Linked DNA regions of Mus musculus: region 2 is linked to region 1. A link is a contact called in public HiChIP or PLAC-seq data. All regions are on one chromosome and are shown on one strand. Each heading gives the region's core, a stretch centred on a gene start, on an enhancer-like site or on the middle of the called end of the contact. The rest is flanking DNA. Distances are from core to core; before and after follow the strand shown.

What was found. HiChIP or PLAC-seq counts read pairs in DNA pulled down with a chosen protein or histone mark.
Region 2: a contact with region 1 is called in a FOXA1 HiChIP or PLAC-seq map of pancreatic cancer cells. The contact joins two enhancer-like sites. A contact is called at or near these places in 1 of 15 datasets of contacts at CTCF or cohesin (the NIH/3T3 cell line), 2 of 484 Hi-C or Micro-C datasets (bone marrow-derived macrophages and nephron progenitors) and 3 of 115 datasets of contacts at active chromatin or transcription factors (a colorectal cancer cell line, embryonic fibroblasts and pancreatic cancer cells).

Annotation. Positions count from the first base shown.
Region 1 is chr1:149,845,504-149,848,203 of GRCm38.p6, forward strand. All of the region lies in intron 15 of Pla2g4a (phospholipase A2, group IVA (cytosolic, calcium-dependent)), which reads right to left. Among named protein-coding and RNA genes, the nearest start is that of Pla2g4a, 110 kb to the right of the region's middle. Within about 2 kb of position 1,293, at least 41 of the 459 cell types and tissues checked have an H3K27ac peak or open chromatin away from gene starts, as enhancers often do. A contact at or near this core is called in the NIH/3T3 cell line, a colorectal cancer cell line, embryonic fibroblasts and 1 more, where this site is marked.
Region 2 is chr1:150,128,885-150,131,584 of GRCm38.p6, forward strand. No RefSeq gene overlaps it. Among named protein-coding and RNA genes, the nearest start is that of Ptgs2, 30 kb to the left of the region's middle. Within about 2 kb of position 1,342, at least 24 of the 459 cell types and tissues checked have an H3K27ac peak or open chromatin away from gene starts, as enhancers often do. A contact at or near this core is called in the NIH/3T3 cell line, a colorectal cancer cell line, embryonic fibroblasts and 1 more, where this site is marked.

The DNA.
Region 1 (2,700 bases), core at 43-2,542:
CATACGACTACACTATGTCCTCAGTGTATTTGCTCACTTATACAACAAATACTGTTGAGCCTCTCACTATGTCCTATGCTTAAGAGAGAACCTGCATTGGAAGCTTTGATGTATTTATGTCCATGAGAGAGACAACTGAAAATAGTTCAACCTTTTGGGAAAGTAGGAAAGGCAGAAGACAGGCCCAGCTGAGACAGAAACATGCTAATTAGATGATACAAGGCCCCGCTGCCTAGACACGACAGCTACCAGGCACCAAACAGGTGAGGGGGCCTAAAGTCACTGTGGGAATTGTGAGCCACAGGATAGCATGGGGACTAAAGTGTCGCTGCTGTCCCTGACATAACCAGCTCCTGAGCACATCTCTCCTATGCATCACCGTTTTCCATTTCTCAGCGATTTGCTTCCTGACTCTGCAAAATGAAACTGATCACCACTCTCATCTTCACGGTGTAGCTGTGAGGATTAGAGATGAGACATGAAAAACTTGAGTGGACAGCAAGTATTTCAATCTGGTACATCTGAATTCAGAAATCATATAGTTTTCAGTACTGAACTTTACATGCATATGTGTTTATCTATGTATATGGGTATATCCCTAAAGAGAACTGATCAGTCTGTATAATGGTACATTTTTGCACATATTTACTGCTAAGCATTTGGAATTGCGTAAGCAATTAGTGTGCCCTTCCCAGGGGGAGACTACTCTCTACTCATCATTCCTAAGTTGCCAGTAGTTAGTTCTTTCTATAGTGTTCAAGCCCTCCTGGTCTCTCCTCTCAGCCTCAAAAGAGATCACAGAGTGGCATATAGGAGAGTTTGCAGGGAAGGGAAGGGAAGGGGTAATAATTTTTTAAAAATCTCAAAAATTATATAAAATAAGCAATAAAAATCCTAAATATTCAAGGAATCTGAAATTTTTTTTAAAAAAGGCATGAACTTTAAGTTGATCGATTCTCCCAAAATGTACAAAGAAATAAAATCTAAGACAAAGGGGATTCAATACATATGAGAGCAGTTGCTTTTATAAAATGTTTTTGCTGAATATGATTCTGCTTTGCTAAGAAGAAATTGACAGATGTAAAACTTCTTGTTTGAGGTTCTTGAAGACTTTTCTCATTCCTCTTTCCTCCCCCATTGCCGCGTTCCACCAAACTCCTCTTGCTATTTCATGTCTAGCCCTATCCACAGTTATTCATTCCTGATTATTCAACACCACAGTCAGACCAAGGCTCGTACAGTAAGGTACTTGCGTGAGAGACAGGCAAAGCAGCTTTCTAGTGTTTACTAACATGAGTCAGGGAATGACCAAATGATATGTGGCTGTGTGGAGAAAGAAGGAAAGGGAATGAGTTGAGGTAAAGGTCTGGCTATTTTTAGCTGGACAGAGTTATGCTGGGATCAGGAAGTGATGGAAACTTTCCCTTTTCTGCTCCAATCCCAAAGTGGAAAAGATTAAACACCGGTGACTGTAAGGGCCGTGATTACAGGATGGCAAACGTCTCCTTCCTGACGTCTCCTTTCTCTCCAGTAAGACTGAGAAACAATGACACAGACTGTGAGTAAACCCCCCAATTTGAAAGAGTTAAAACAAAAACAACATTTTAGTGAGCTAAAAGGCTTGATTCTCAAATCACAGCATCTGAGAGTCAGTGGCTGCTTGATACCCCAAGATGCTTCACTGTGGTCAACATCTTAAGCTTACATAGTACTAACTGCAAACACAGCTTCTTATCGAATAAAGAATTAGGTACCCTCTTTCAAAGGGATGCTTTCAAAAATGCCCATACTCCTGTTTGAATACCAAATTATAATTGAAAAACAAACAAACAAACAAAAATCTTAAAATAATTTAAAACAGTAGTTCTCAACCTGTGGGTTGTGACCCCTTAGGGAATAGTCTAATAGCCCTTTCACAAGAATTACCAATTAATTAATTTGGACCTACGATATATTTCTCTATACAAAGATATATACATAATAATAAATAGGTTTTCACAACAGAAAATGTTATTTTCATCTGTATGCAAACATAGTATACATATTTTTTACTACCCTATAATTTCCTCATTATTTAAAGCCTATTTTTAAGATTGTGGAGATAGATGACCTAACAGTATATAGATAATTAATGTTTAAAACAATATAATCATTAAAAATACTAAAGGAACTAAGGTAGGATGGACAGACAGAACCACCACTTAGAATTTACTATTGGTTGTTATAGTTACCATCTCTTCTAATAAGGAACTTGCTTTTGTTAGACTTTATGAGCCTCATAATGCAGTTGAGTAGGGGGGATACAAAGCTTGTATAACACTTGGGGCAGTTAGTGCTCCACTAAAATCTGGGTATATGCTTGCAAAAACATCCCTGGGAAAATTAATATTGGGTATATGTGCTGACCACAATGCTCTAACCTCCAGTGACTTAAAGGAGGCCCTAACAGGATTATCCTATAACCTAGCCACCCACCTGTGAATGTGACCTTATTAAAGAAAAGGGTTCTTCAAAAACATATTATCATAATATCATTACTCTGTGTGTGTATGCCTGTGTATTTGTGTATGTGAATGTATGTGTCTCTGTGTATATGTATGAGTGCTGTGTATCTCTCTCTCTCTCTCTCTCTCTCTCTCTCTCTCTCTCTCTCTCTCTCTCTCTTTCTCTCTCTCTGTGTGTGTGTGTGTGTGTGTGTGT
Region 2 (2,700 bases), core at 92-2,591, 280 kb after region 1:
TGTGGTCCTAAGTTAGATCCACAGTTGCATATCAACCAAAGATATCTGTATATGCCTCTAATACCACTAGGTGGGAGGTGGAGACAGGAACATTGAGCCTTTACTACATTAAGCATTCATCAACTTCAGCTGGATGAGATCCTGTCTAAACAAAAGTAGAGTAGTGACAGAAAGAGAGAGGGAGAGAAGGAAGGGAAGGAAGGGGAAAGAGAAGGGAGGGAGAAGGAAGGAAGGGAGGGAGGGAGAAGGAAGGAAGGGAGGGAGGGAGAAAGGGAGGAAGGAAGAAAGGGAGGGAGGGAGGGAGGGAGGGAGGGAGGGAGGGAGGGAGGGAGGGAGGGAGGGAAAGAAGGAAGGAAAGATGGAAAAGGAGGAAGGAGAAAGGAAGAAGGAAGTAATAGAGGAACAGATTGAGAAAAAGAGAGGGGAGGGTGGGAGAAAAGGAAGGAGAGAAAGAAAGAAAAAAGAAGGAAAGAGCAAACATCCTGAAATAGAAATCGTATTAAAGGACATCAGGATAGAGTTGGAGGCCTGGAGCAGTTTTTGTGTCCCAGAACAGGAATTGAACAGAGACACACGAGTGGTAGCAAAAGCAGGAACAATTTGTTAAAAGAATGTACACTTTTGGGCTGCATGACATCTCAGTCATTAAAGTACTTGTGGTACAATAATGAGGACCTGCATTCAGTGTTTAGATGTCACATGAAAAGGCAGATCATGGTAGAACATGCTTGTAATCCCAGTGCTAGAGATCACAGGGCACATGCAGTTCACAAGTGTTGGCTTATCCTAGTTGGTGAGTTCTAGTCCAGATGACAGACTATGTCTCAAAAAACAAGGTAGACAATTCCCAAGCAATGGTACCTGAGTCTGATCTCTGCCCCCTACACATGTGCATTTGTAACCATGTCCAATGTGCAGATGTATACCATCACATATGAACGTACACATACACATAGACTTATACAAAGCAAAAGAAAGAAAAAAGAAAGTTCACTTCTAGATCGTGGGTGGGCAGAGTAGGCTAGAGTAGAGAATTTAACAGTTCAGTTGGCCCCACTGTACAAACAATTGGGGCTTTTATGTCACATTGTGTAAGCTTTGGGGGGGGGCGGCGTATAACATTTACTTTGCTAATAGCTCTTAAATGTCCACACACAATGGATGTTCTAGTGTTGTAATAAATCATGGGTCACCTTCAGACATTCCTGAGCACTTCTGCTCCTGTTCTTAGACTTTGTGTAAGCCTAGCGACCCTCACTCTCCACCCTACTTCCCTGCCTCTGAAATGCTTGGAGCATCAGCAAGGAACCTAGATGGTTAGAATGTGAGTGAGCAAGACAAAACTAGCTACGATGACCTCGAAGTGGATGCTACATACTGAGTCACCCAGAGCACCACAGGACTTACGGATGAATAGATTCTTCCTAAAATTCATGGAAATTCTCCAGAGGATAGACTTCGGATAGAAGTGTGACAAAGAGTAGTTCATGCATGCTAGATCCAGTCACCATTTTGATTGTTGCAAATTATAGGCTGGCTTCTCTTCTATCCTTTTTCTCTACGTTTGTTTTGTTGTTGGTTTTTTTTTTTTCCATTGCATTTGTCTCAGGCTGCCCTGAGATTCTTGATCCGATTGTCTCCATCTTCTGAGTGCCAGAATCCCAGCTGTGCACTTCGTGCTCTCAGTGTAGTGTTGTGTTTGTGAAAAGGTCTTGATGCTTGTGGACTTTACCAGGGGGATTTAGAGAAAAGAATAGAGGAAATCTTCAGGCTGGGATGTGGTCCATTCCCTGTCAGTGAACAAATAAAAGCTTTGGGTTAAAGGCCAATTTTATTTGGCAAACTTTATTGTCGACAGAACGATTTTATTGCCTTAGCTACCTTAGGGCTAATAGTAATATACAGATGGGCTTATGCAAAGTGAGCATGCATTTCCTTTTTCCACCCCGGCTGTGGATTATATTACAAAGCATTCCTGTGATGACTAAAAAGGAAGACTGCTATGAACAAATTATTAATATTCCCTGTTGTGAACTGACTTTCTCTTGTGGAAAGAAGGATAGTTGATGGCATTTCCTGATTACATGTTTGCATCTCCAGGACCAAAAAAAAAAAAATGCACTGCTCTGGTTTTAATAACAAATCCAAAAGGAAAGCTCTGGTGAGCCTCCTGGGATCATATGCTCATGTTGGCTCCATTACTGAGACTATAGAAATGGATGAGTCACGCTGACAGGCCAGGTTCTTACACCCATCCCAGCACTGGGGTAAACGTGCTGTGCCCACTGTCTTTGACACCCTTTTCTTTTTATTCTTTTCTTTTTTTTTCTACAAAGTACTCCTTTTATTTTTTGAGATAAAATTAATTATCTTCCCCTAGCCATTCCTCCTTCCAAACCCTATTATACCCTCCCATTTACCTCTCTTTGCTTTCTTTCATATTCATGACCTCTTTTTTAGTAATTATTGTTACCTACACACACATGATATATATACTCATAAATACAGATACTAAAATATATACACATATACATAAACACACACACATAGCCTGTTTGTTCTGTATGTGTGTAATATGTATGGAGTATGTATATATGTATATTTACATCCTTTTCTTATTCCACTCTTCTGTTTGTTGGTTAATTGGCTTTTGGAGATAGGGTATGGCTTTTTAGCCCAGGGTGCCCTGGAACTTGTGGT